2 separate regions of the Mus musculus genome follow, and region 1 is linked to region 2. The links are chromatin contacts, called in public HiChIP or PLAC-seq maps. All regions are on one chromosome and are shown on one strand. The core of a region is the stretch at or near the end of the contact, and the rest is flanking DNA. Distances in the headings are between cores, read along the strand shown.

What was found. HiChIP or PLAC-seq counts read pairs in DNA pulled down with a chosen protein or histone mark.
Region 1: an H3K4me3 HiChIP or PLAC-seq map of neural progenitor cells shows a contact between it and region 2, with 40 read pairs. The contact joins the promoter of Foxb1 here to the enhancer-like site in region 2. A contact is called at or near these places in 1 of 39 promoter capture datasets (cranial neural crest), 1 of 15 datasets of contacts at CTCF or cohesin (CD8 T cells), 3 of 484 Hi-C or Micro-C datasets (B cells, embryonic fibroblasts and embryonic stem cells), 7 of 115 datasets of contacts at active chromatin or transcription factors (CD8 T cells, the SCID.adh cell line, differentiating embryonic stem cells and 3 more) and 2 of 9 other capture datasets (adipose tissue and liver).

The regions. Positions count from the first base shown.
Region 1 is chr9:69,757,869-69,764,246 of GRCm38.p6, reverse strand. It overlaps Foxb1 (forkhead box B1), which reads left to right and starts at 3,307. Exons shown (of 2, transcript NM_022378.3): 1 at 3,307-3,699; 2 at 3,947-6,378. The coding sequence starts at 4,001. The coding sequence ends at 4,978. It overlaps B230323A14Rik (RIKEN cDNA B230323A14 gene), which reads right to left and starts at 3,101. Exons shown (of 5, transcript NR_040765.1): 1 at 3,035-3,101.
Region 2 is chr9:69,711,753-69,717,610 of GRCm38.p6, reverse strand. No RefSeq gene overlaps it. Among named protein-coding and RNA genes, the nearest start is that of Gm31469, 42 kb to the right of the region's middle. Within about 2 kb of position 2,005, at least 51 of the 459 cell types and tissues checked have an H3K27ac peak or open chromatin away from gene starts, as enhancers often do. A contact at or near this core is called in CD8 T cells, the SCID.adh cell line, differentiating embryonic stem cells and 1 more, where this site is marked.

The sequences.
Region 1 (6,378 bases), core at 2,058-4,557, 45 kb before region 2:
AAGGAATCAAAATCAATATTGTTTTTGTCACCCCTCTGTCTCCTTTTCACTCCCTCGGCAGCTCGGGTGCCACTGAAGCGAATTGTGGATTTATGGAGGGAAATTAGCATAAATTATTGCAAAATCTGCAGCCGTGTGTGGTCCAGCTTATGGGAAAAGAGGCTCTAGCAAACTTTCAGTAGAGAAAGGTGGTAGGCGGTGGGCTTGACGAGTCGATGAACGGTCCGTGCTGGAGGGGATCACCATTTGGTTGGCACATGGGGTATAATTGACTTGTGTGTGTTTTATATAGTTTTCCCAACAACCCCTTAAGCCCCCCGGTCGGATGTTGCCCCCTCCCACCTCCACCAAGCTTCTATTGGCTTTGGGTTTTGTACAAAAGACTGACGCACTTTTTCAAGATTTCTGGAAAGCATTCAGTCTCTTTATAATACCATCCTTAAAATGCTGTAAACAGCTTGCAACTCCACCCTCCCTCTCTAGGGCTTTGAAGACCTCTGACAGGAACTGAGGTAGAACTTTGCAGCAATGCCCGGGAGTTAAATGTGCCTCTACAGCTCCATTCCCCTCACAAGCAAACTTAAGTGATTAAGTTCTGTTTACTTGATTAACCCTAAACATGGGCAGTGAGCCTCAGCTTCCTTCTCAAAAGTAATGAGACTGAAAATTCGGCAAACATCAATTCCTACATGTAATACTGCATGGACACAGTGGTGACAACTTTCCCCAGGGAAATGAACAAAGATTTATTCCAAGTTAAAGTGATTGTTTTGGGTTTGTCCGTGTCCCCCCCCCCCCCGTGAACGTTTTCACTTTTAGAATTTAGTTAATCTTCTGTTTGCTCTGAGCAGTGATTTCGACAACCACACAAAGACCCCTTTTGCAGGACAACAAAATGTCAATTGTTAAACCTTACGCTATTCCTCACCCAGACCGGGTAGAAAAGTATCTTACTGGTTGCCATTGGGGGTAGGGCTGGGGGGGGGGGAGGTAGGGACGATGGTCTTTTACCATCTGGGATGCAATCACCATAAATATTTTATCCATCTTTGCATTTCGGTATGAACCCCTGCACATGTTTGCTAAAGGGAATCTGTAAAATACTCAAGGGCTTCCAAGCCGGCACCTTTCCACCCAGGAGCAATCCTACCTTGGCTTAAAGCCGCGATTGCTTTAGTGCCTCCGAAGCTCTATCTAGAGCAAGCAAGGCAAGGAACCAGAACTCCATCCCACTTCAAACACCCCTCGGGTTCCCCACCCCTTTGCGCTCCCAGCTCCTCCCACTGCAGGCCCTGGAGCCTAACCCGGGCACGCGCAGAAACACCACCAAACCTTAGTTTGTTGTTGTAGCGCGCGCAGCTCAGTCCAGTAGGGCTGCCTCTGGCCCAAACTGGGCCTAGGGTCCAACTGATTTAATCTTTGGAGAAGGGAGATCCACATATCTGCCCTGTTCTAGCCTTGCCCCCAGAGACGGGTCAATGCTTCTACCCCCACCCCCCTGCTCGCACCTCCTCCCTCCTCCTGGTTATTTTTTCCCCCGAATTAAGAAGGTGACTTGAGTCTTCCCTTCAAGCACTCTGTTAATATTGAAAAACGTGCGCTTGCATCTAAAGCGCAGCAGCCCAGGCGCCAGAGCCATTTCAATATTAATGAAATTGTTTAATCTCCTAAATTCGTCGTGTTTAAGTTACGTTTTGGTGAGTTATTGACCGGCTTCGAAACTGTGGTTAATGAAGTTATGTGAGTAGGGATGTGTGTGTGTGTGTGTGTGTGTGTGTGTGTGTGTGTGTGTGTGTGTGTATGTGTGTGTGTGCGCGCGCTCGGAAGCTGAAAGGTTTTCTTGCTATTCACAGACTAATGCTCTACTGTCACTCAAAGTGTAACAAACGTCACACTACAACTATCAGTCTGCTCCTATGGGGGAGGGGGAGGAAGAAAGAAAAAAGGAAAAAGAGGTTTTCGGAGTTTAAAGACAGTTCTGTTAGGCTGTAGGTATTAAGTATTTAACCTAGTGGCATGGGGTTCTTTTTAAAACCACAAAGGCCCCCGGAAAGCGCTGAAAAGCGTGGAACTCCTGGCTTGTACTCATTGCGTGCAAGCCGAAGGGTTGAGTCGCGGTTTATTCCCTAACAGTTTGATGAAGACGGCGACGACGAAGAAGAAGATGATGATGATAATGATACTAATGATTCATTTAATCCTCACAAGGCAAATATGAACTCGAAGGAGCCCGCTATTCTCTCCAGGCCTGGTGCCACGTGCCCCCCCCCCCCCCAAAAAAAAAACCTCGCTGGTCTCAGCAGGCACTGTTTGTCTTTTCATGGAGTTCTAAACTCTAAAGAAACTATTCCCATGTAAAAAGGGGGAGGGGTCTGCAAAATGCTGACCCGCTAACTTCCAAGAAACCTCAGACTTCGCAAGCACCTGGAAAAAGGAGACCCGGAAGCCATAGCGTACATTGGACAAACTCCCGCCCTCCCCAGGCCCACACGCTGCCTTGCCTCAATTTACCCTGAACGTCCTTGTGCCCATTAAATCTCTGAAAAACGTATTAAAGCAGAACCTAATACATTCATCCATTCTTTTCAAAGAACAAAAAACAAAAAACAAAAACCCCAAACTTACCTTGGCCTGGAGAGATGGCTCAGCCGTTAAAGGCTAGGCTCACAACCAATATATATATATTGAATATATATATATTCAAAACGGACTTATCCACCCAGCTGTCCAAATATATCTATCTATATGCGTCTATTAACTTTACCACCTTTTTAAAGCGACAGACAAATTTCTACCTGCCTCTTGCAGGACTGGGGGTGGGATTGCGAGGTAGGTTTCCATTTGAACAACCCATCCAATCAACCCCGCGCAGTGGCAACCAAAGTAGAAAGGTCGCCCTTCAGGAGAAAGCCTGTGCTATAAGTTAGCTAACAATACAAACCCGACACAAAGCAAAGGAAACAGAATACCCCAGCCGAGCAATTTCCATGTCAAACACCACCGGCGCGGCAGATAGCTCAGAGTGAGTGGTCACCTGCCAGCCGGCTCCGCGCGCTGCTCCGCTCATACCTTCCCATTGCGCACACCGGTAGGCGCTGCCCGCTCCCCGCGGGCGGCAGAGGCTCTTCCCGGTCTCCCAGTCTTCGGCTGGAAGTGATTCCTATTGGCCAAGGTGTCCATGTAAATAGGTGTGAAAGAAACCAGCGCTGGCCAGGCTCTCTCTCCTCTCCCTCAGTCCCCTCCCTCTGCAGCCCCCGCTCCCCCTCCTTTTCCTCCTCCTCCCAAGGCGATTGTCATACGATAGCTAAGAAGTGGCACATTAATGAAGCGCCGCTACAGGGGTCTTTTCTGCTCCTGTCACCGCTTAAAACTATCAGATGGTTCGAGGGTGGACATGGAGGCAGCCACCTAGCTCAGCGGAACCACGAACACCACAGCAGCGTCCTCTGGATCCCTGAGGCGGCGTCTGCCACTGTCCTCACGGGCACTCCGCAGCCGAGTTCGGTCTCCCAGCAGGGCGCACGACCCACGAGCGCGCTGCGCAGCCCGCGGAGAGGAGCTCTACCGGGCTGAGTCCAAGCCTAGCTGGCAGCGAGTCTCACTGCTCCCCGACGCTGCGCTCCGGTCGCGCGCAGGGAGGGACTCGGCCACCAGCCACGCCATCCCGGATGCGGACCGGCAACTTGGAACAACTTTAAGGTGAGCATCTATCTCTCTGTCCCCTCCCCTGAATCCAGGTCCTACCTACTTTCCTGCAAACCTCTCTGCTGCTCTCGGTCTTCCCCTCTCCACTTCCCCTAGCTGAGTCTTACCCAGTTTGGTGCGCAAAGTTGCTGGCACCCGAATCCCCTCTTCCCCACCCCCTATATCTGTGACTCGGCCTGAGTGACCTCGCCAGTGTCTCTGCACCTATGCTGCCCTTCTCCATCACCTCCCCCCTTCTCAGATTCGACCAGTCCTCCGGGCCGCGCGGACCCTGAGCAAGTGGCCAAGCAAGAAGATGCCTCGGCCGGGCCGCAACACGTACAGCGACCAGAAGCCGCCCTACTCATACATCTCGCTGACCGCCATGGCCATCCAGAGCTCTCCGGAGAAGATGCTGCCGCTCAGCGAGATCTACAAGTTCATCATGGACCGCTTCCCCTACTACCGGGAGAACACGCAGCGCTGGCAGAACAGCCTGCGCCACAATCTCTCCTTCAACGATTGCTTCATCAAGATCCCGAGGCGGCCAGACCAGCCGGGCAAGGGCAGCTTCTGGGCGCTGCATCCCAGCTGCGGGGACATGTTCGAGAACGGGAGCTTCCTGCGGCGTCGCAAGCGCTTCAAGGTGCTCAAGTCAGACCACCTGGCGCCCAGCAAGCCGGCGGACGCCGCGCAGTACCTCCAGCAGCAGGCTAAGCTGCGGCTCAGCGCGCTGGCCGCCTCGGGCACGCATCTGCCGCAGATGCCGGCCGCTGCGTACAACCTGGGCGGTGTGGCGCAGCCTTCCGGCTTCAAGCATCCCTTTGCTATCGAGAACATCATCGCTAGGGAGTACAAGATGCCTGGGGGGCTGGCCTTCTCTGCCATGCAGCCGGTTCCGGCTGCCTATCCTCTCCCTAACCAGTTAACTACCATGGGCAGCTCTCTGGGCACTGGATGGCCACATGTGTACGGTTCCGCGGGTATGATCGACTCAGCCACCCCCATCTCCATGACTAGTGGCGACTACAGCGCCTATGGAGTGCCGCTGAAGCCGCTGTGCCACGCCGCGGGCCAGACGTTGCCCGCCATCCCAGTGCCCATCAAGCCCACGCCGGCCGCAGTGCCCGCGCTGCCAGCTCTGCCCGCACCCATCCCCACCCTGCTCTCGAACTCGCCGCCTTCGCTCAGCCCCACCTCCTCGCAGACAGCCACCAGCCAAAGCAGCCCCGCCACCCCTAGCGAGACACTCACCAGCCCGGCCTCCGCCTTGCACTCGGTGGCCGTGCACTGACCCAAGGAAGCTGGGGCTCCGTCTTGGTCCACACCACCCCTCTCAACACTTCCCTGCTCCGGGTCCAGCCCTCCGCGACCTAAAACCGCCACCCCGACTTGCCCATTCTACCTTCTTCAGTCCTCGCTCTTAGAAGAACTTTTGGTTTTGGAACCAGAAGACAAACCACAAACTTGCCGGAAGGCGTGTGAAAGTTGTCTTCGGTCCCTCTAGGGCACCAGAGAAAACAGGGGCTAATCCAAGCCAAGCGGTCCCTCCTGGGACCCTGAAATGCACTCCCATCCAACAGGCAGAACACCCTGACTCCCTCCTGCTCGGAGAAAACAGAAACAAAACAAAACAAAACAAAACAAAACAAAACAAAACAAAACAAAACAAAACAACAAAACTACTCGTCTTCTGAGCTTGGAGAGGCATAGCTCTGGACTCTGCGCAATTTCAAGACCAGAGACACTGCCCGGGAGCAGAAGCCCGCCGAGGCTGCAGCCGCACTAAGAGGGCCGGATCTTCTTAGGTCCTGAAAATCTGTGGCCACAAGACCAACTCACTGATCCTCCAAAGGGATCGCCTCCGCCCATCAGGCCGGGATGGGCGGACCGCTACTTTCCCCGGCTGCGGCTCTGCCTCCCGGGCTTCTAAAGATTTTTTTCCCCTTCTGGGTTTTGTTTCCGGCCAGAAGCTCCCTTAGCTGGGAGTGAGGAGGGAGGCTGCTAAAACTCCGGAGGATGCTTGTCCTACACACAAGCAAAACACAGCTAAAAGTCACCGTTATTGTTTACAAAGCGCGCGGTTTAAAAAAAAATGTAAACAGTGAACTTGAAAATCTGCCAGGCTAGGGGCGAGGGGGTAGAGTCCTCTTTACAATTACCTGTTGTCATGTGAATGTTTGCTCTTCTGGCCAGCTTTGGGGGTGGGAAGGAGGTAGGGGGAGAATGGGGGAAGTTAATTGGGATGTTAACTTTCTTACTATTTAGAGACCTTTTTAGCTATTTATTTTGATGAAAGAGAAAAGAAAGGAAAAGGAAAAAGAAAAGAAAAAAGAAAGAAAGGAACGTAAACTAAGCCCGAGGGAGAAATCCTAGGGCGAGTGGGGAAGTGTGTAGATGAGCCGACTGGGAAGGGGAAGGGGGTGTCAGCAGAGATGTCCTCTGGACAGATCTTTCTGTTAAAAGAACTTTTCCGTGAAGCTAAAGGGCTGCAAAGAGTTGTAAATAGGAATGATTTACACTGTGTAAAATGCACTTTGGTTTGGTATGTTCCTTTTAGCATTCTAGGTAATTGACAGAAAACAAACAAACAAACAAACAAACAAAGAACAACCCAATAGTTGTTCCATTGTGACCTGCTTAATTTAAAAAAGAAATTGTAGTGTTGTTCAAGCTGTGAAAAAAAAATCCCTT
Region 2 (5,858 bases), core at 756-3,255:
CACCTTGAACTGGAGTTACAGACAGTTGTGAGCTGCTACATGGGGGATGGGAATTGAACCTGGATCCTCTGCAAGAGCAACCAGTGTTCTTAACCACTGAACCATCTCTCCAGCCAAATCTCATCTACCCTTACTTTTCTCTAAACACAGTCATACTGGGGCTTAAAACTTTACCCTACACTAGAGGTTCTCAACCTGTGGTCATAACCCCTTTGACAAACCTCTATCTCAAAAAAATATTTACATTACAATTCAAAGTAGTAGCAAAATGACAGTTATGCAGTAGCAATGAAAATAATTTTATGTTTGGGGGTGGGGACACCACACCATGAGAAACTGTATTAAAGGGTTGCAGCATTAGAAAAGTTGAAAACCTATACAATTGTTTGGTTTTGTTTCTGACAGTCCCAGGGATTAAACCCAGGACCTTGTTAGGCAAGTACTCTACCATCAAGCTGCATTCCATATCCTAACTACTTAGTGTTGGGGGGGGGGGGGCACATCATCCACAGTCTATAATAAAGGCAAACAAGCCTCTATTTTGCCTAGTCTTAAAATATGACTTTGCTTTCATTTGTTGTTGGTTTTTTTCTTCAAGGAAACATTTGCAATTGATTTTCAGAAGTCACGGTGGGAGGGACATCTGCGAGTTGAGTTCTTGGACAAAGAACTGGAAAGAAAAGAGGAAATAAAAAGAAAATCACCTTGCTGAGCGTGCACTATAACCTGTACTGGTAGAAGAAACTGAGCATGCGCTATAATCTGTGCGTAGCTGAGCATGCGCTATATTCTGTACTGGTAACAGTTATAATCTGCACTGAATATGTGTTATGCTCTGCAAGGTGAAAGGGATGAACAAGAACACTCCTGAAGGAAGAAACCAGGCTTCAAGAGCTCCTCTCCACAGAAGTGAGAGACTTGTCAGGCAGGCTGTTGAGAGCAAACCCTGTCTGCCTGATTTACACAGGTAGAGAGAGTGGTCTGGAGGCTGCCGTTGGCCTGCCCAGCCAAACGACCGTGTGCGCATGAAATTAGAATGTCAACATTTGATTCATGCTGCCAAGCTGTGGCTGTGAAACAAATTCTGTCAGTGGGTGGCAACTGCAATATTAGTCTAAGCAGATAACACTTAACTAGAAAGAGGGGCCTGGCCTCCCAGGCCTCCCTTCTTTTATTATTTTAATATCAGCATTGTGAGACCAAGTGAGGTAAAATTTTGATCACAAGGGTGCTTTTAAGTCAGTGCCTGGTCTTTTTGGCTAGGACTCCTGGCAAACAAAGGGGGATTCCATTCTAAATCTTCGTCTCAAATTTAACTGTCAAATAATAAAGTATGCTAGTTTTGACCAAATATTACCCACTCAAAGTGGACACTTAAGTCGTGTCATTCAGGATATAAGCTGAACCACAATGAAACAGTCCACTTCCTACAGAGAAAGCCTTTGGTTTCCGGGCAGAGCCTGCCGACTTTGTCCTGAAAGGAAAGAAACAAACACCCCAAAGAAGACTAAACCAATCATTTTTTTTCCAACTTATTTTCTGGGATACTCAAAGAACAATTTCGTCAGAATTGAGTTTGTACCTTATGGATGTTGGAGTTGAGAGCTGGTGTTTCTACTCAATTGATTTAAGCCTATGCAGATTTCAAGTCGATTTCCAGTTTGTGTGGTTGGAGTAGGATTTGTTTCTGTGTATTCTGTTTTTAAAATTCTCTTGGTGAATCACCTTAAACTTGACCCCAAAGATAATAATTTTTTCCATGAAATGAAGCATGAATGTATATCTGTCTATCTGAGACTCAAGTTTTTTTTTTTTCTAGCAACGCAGCAAAACATCCGTTTGAAGTTTTATCCCATCCCAAGCGTCCGCATAGTTAATGGTTAATGCTGTGAGCAGAGGTGGTGCTCAGAAGTTGAACCAGCTAGACAACTGGCCTTTGTAGACAGCACAGTCAGAGGTGTTAGGCGTTGGGGGAGGGAGAGACCGGAAAGAGAGGAGTGTCATCCAGAAGCCCAGCCATTAGCTTAAAACAGTGCCTAGTAATGAAGGCAGTCTTGCATTCTCTGCGGTTAAATGTGAACACCGCAGTGAGAAGCTAGCTGCTCCCCCCTCCCCCAGCTCCCGTTGCCCCTCCCACCCCACTCGCCTTTCCTACATCGGTCCTCGTCTTCGAACTCACAGCATCCAAAAACCTGACTAGCATTTTTCTGGTTACTATGCATCCAAGGAAGGCTCAAAGGCTTTTATCAAAGCAGAAACATGAATGGAATCTGGTTTGTTTAAATCCATTTCCTAGTTAATGGCAGGGAGAAACAATGCTTAAAACCAATGAATCGTTCAGCCCCATACTCTCTATTCCAACCCCTTTAAACCAGGCAAAGCAAAGTGCTACAGTGGTGGCCATTAGGGATTTTGATATGGCTTGAGGGGGCATGCATTTTTCCAGACACACGTGTAAGGAGCTAAATAAATGATTTTCTCAAAGCATAAGTCTAGAGGGCAGCTACCAAGCGTCCGTCTTGTCTCCCATGAATGTCTTGGGAAAACAGACACCAAACCAACCCATGTAAAGTGATCTTCGCCTACATGGAAAATCCCTCAGCTAAAATGGCCTCATTGTCTGAGAGGTTTGTGGAATAGCTGCCTCCATAGAAGGTCACCGGGACAAGTTATTGTAACCAGGAGCTCTGAGGTAAAGACCCATTTGACCCACCAGCCCTGCCAATGGCCTCAACGGTGCCCATTGAAGCAGCAAAGAGTTCACCCGGCCTTTCAGGAAAGGGTTTCCACTTGCAATTTCATTCATTCATTCTGCAAACATCCTTTGGCCAGCCATATTTCTTCTCTTTTTCTTTTCTTTTCTTTTTTCTTTTTTTGGATGATGTCAGAGTTCTTCAGCCATTTGAAAGGCCTTCAAGACTGTACCATGGAACCCGTTATTTATTTCAAGACTGCAGGAATGGAAGGAAACTGTTTCTGCGCATGTGTGACTCCTCCCTCCTCTGCTAATGGTAGAGGAAAGTTGGCTTTCAGTATCTGCAGTTAACTGTCAAATGAATTTAATGCTTTTGCAGGAGACTGAAGGACAAAACCATTCTCTGCACGGTATCAAGGAAAGTAAATTGAGGTGCCCCACCAGGGCGGGGGTGGGTGGGTGGTGTGCTCCTCCCGCAACAGAAGTAAAAAATCAGGATCAGAGAATGGAACAGACAATATTTTGATGCAAAAGGATGATCAACACCGAGAGAAATGACCGACTGCTCACCCGGGGGAGGAGGTTTATTCAGTTAACACTTCCACCTCTTAAAGACAATGGTGTGTAATGAATGTATATAGGGCCTTTCAGGGCGGTTGCTAAGTGACGCGTAGTGTCAACAGAAAAATGCCGGATGTACAGAGGACAGCTTCAGGCCCAAGAAGAGATCAACAACCTCTGATGATATTTTAAACTTAATTCAGTTCCCAATGAAGATTGTGACAGGCTCCGTGGACGGGGCAGAAAAGATGTTTACACTTCTAGAATCCGACTTTGCAAAGTTGCTGTGCTGTGTGCGCCTGCCTGAGAGTGTTTAATCTGGTCACAAGTGAATTGGGGGCCTAAACAGTACTTGGTTCAAATAGGAAAAGGCAACACAGCAGGGGCGTCGTGAATATTCATTTCTTGCAAGGCCCCGCAGTCTAATCTCGGCTTCAGTGTCTGTGCTGGTCATTTGTCTCAGACTGTGCGCACATTCGCTCTCATTTTTCCCCCCCACCCCAATCTCTAAAATCTATTTTAGGAACAGCCCTCCCAAAGCCATTCGCAACAGCTTCTTCAGAAAATTCTAAAGAAAGGGAAGGAACTTGAATAGGGTCACCTCACCCCATACAGCCATGAAAATCTGTTTTGTGGGGGCATTCTTGAACCCAGCCCAGATGCTCCGCAGACTTTTTGTATTTATTTATCCATTTCTTCCTTTCTCTTCTCCCTCCCTCAATGGATTTTTATATTCAAATGCAAACGGTTTTCAAGTGCGCTAGAGATCCACTTATGTATTGGTTTAGGTCGCACCATGATATTTCTCTCATAAACAGATGTTAAACAGAGGCTGCCTTCTTTGTATCGAGAAAGGCAGTTATCACAAAGAACCTCTTTTCCATATTTGAAGACTGAAACCCTTTTGGAAAAACAAACAAACCAAACCAACCCACATTCCTTAAAGTCTGGTAAGCATTAACCTCAGATTCGTGGCTCCTCTGAAGTCTCCTCCCAGAGGCCTTACAAAACAGTGGTGAATTTTCTCAAGCAGACAGTGGTGGACCTTGCATCATCCCGGCTGCTGGGGACACTTGGTTGCTCAGCTCCAACTTCTGCGAATGGGAGTCGAGGAAGGGTACAATCAATTTACTCAATGCAGGAAGCACCGTTCCCTAGTCTTGCACAAGCCTTTTAAGAGAAAGTCTGTTCTCTTTTGTCCTCAAGGGTTTGTTCTATTTATTAAACCAATAAGCGGCCAAGAGCACTTTGTCTAGCACTCTAACGACTCCTAAAAAGGAGTGTGTGTGTTGGGGGGATTGGGGGGGTTAATCCGGGGAAGGAGGGTGGGTAGGGGGCTGGCTTCTTGACATTTTTCTTCCTGTCTCATTCCAAGAAGCTAATTTTATAGGGTTGTTCACGGCATGCTTAAACTCCAGGTAGGGAGTGGGAGATGGAAGGCAGATAAAACCACACAGAAACCTTCCTGGGCCTTGCTTCCTTGCCTCTGAGGGCGGTTCCTTTGCAGAGGCATTCAAGCAAGCAGCTACAGCCAGAAGCAAGCCAGCACAACACTGATAACTCACTGCATGCCCCTTCTGTAGAGAATCGGAAGGGAGAGAGTGCAAACTTTTCTGTGGTTTTAAAAAGATGCAGAGTCTGAACAGCAACAGTCAGCAGGTACAGGCAGGTAGACTTCTCAGGAGTTAAGGGCCAACCTGATCTACATAGTGAGTTCCAGGCCAGCCTGGTGTACATGTGAGAACTTGTCTCAAAAACAACCAACCAAATGGAAAAACAGGTTTCTGAGCCTGCATCCTTGCAACTGGGCTGTGTGGAGATTTTTGGTATTCGTAAATTAATATTTGGATCAATGATGGAGCCCAGATCTGAAAGGCTGAATGAGATTAAAAGAATTTCATTTCTAAGACCAGACCTTGGTGCCCGAAAAATGTATATTCAAGAAAAAAAATGCAAGGTGGGATGGGGATGTGGCTCCGTTGGAAGAACCTAGAATACAGCCAATATTCCATTCCCTGGACTGAATACAAACTGGGAAAGCAAACCTATAATCCCAGCCCTTGGGAGATGGAGGAGGGGTGGGGGTGGGAGTGTCAGGAGTTCCAAGTCACACTTAGCTACAGAGTAAGTTTGAAGCCAGTCTGAGCTACAGAAGACTCTAGTTTAAAACAAATCTACTCAGGGAGGTGGTGGTGCATGCCTTTAACCCTGGAAGGAGGCTAAAACCACACAGAAGCCTTCCTGGGAGGCAGAGGCAGACAGATCTCTGAGTTCTAGGCCAGTCTAGTCTACAGAATGAGTTCTAGCACAGCCAGGGCTACATAGAGAAACCCTACTTTGGAAAAACAAACAAACAAAACCAAAGCTCTGATAATATTTGAACTCTTGACTAAAAATATTCACACAGTATCTGTAATAAGAAAAATGTGAACAGACAGGGCCCGGGAGATGGCTCAGTGGGTAAGGGGTCTGTGCGGAGAACTTGAGGATCTGAGTTTCATTCCCAGAATCTAAGTAAATAAGAGCTTAGCTCGGCTTCCAGTCTGGGCCGGAACTCTGCAGCCAGTCTCACAACACACAGAGGAAACTCCGCTCACAGGTG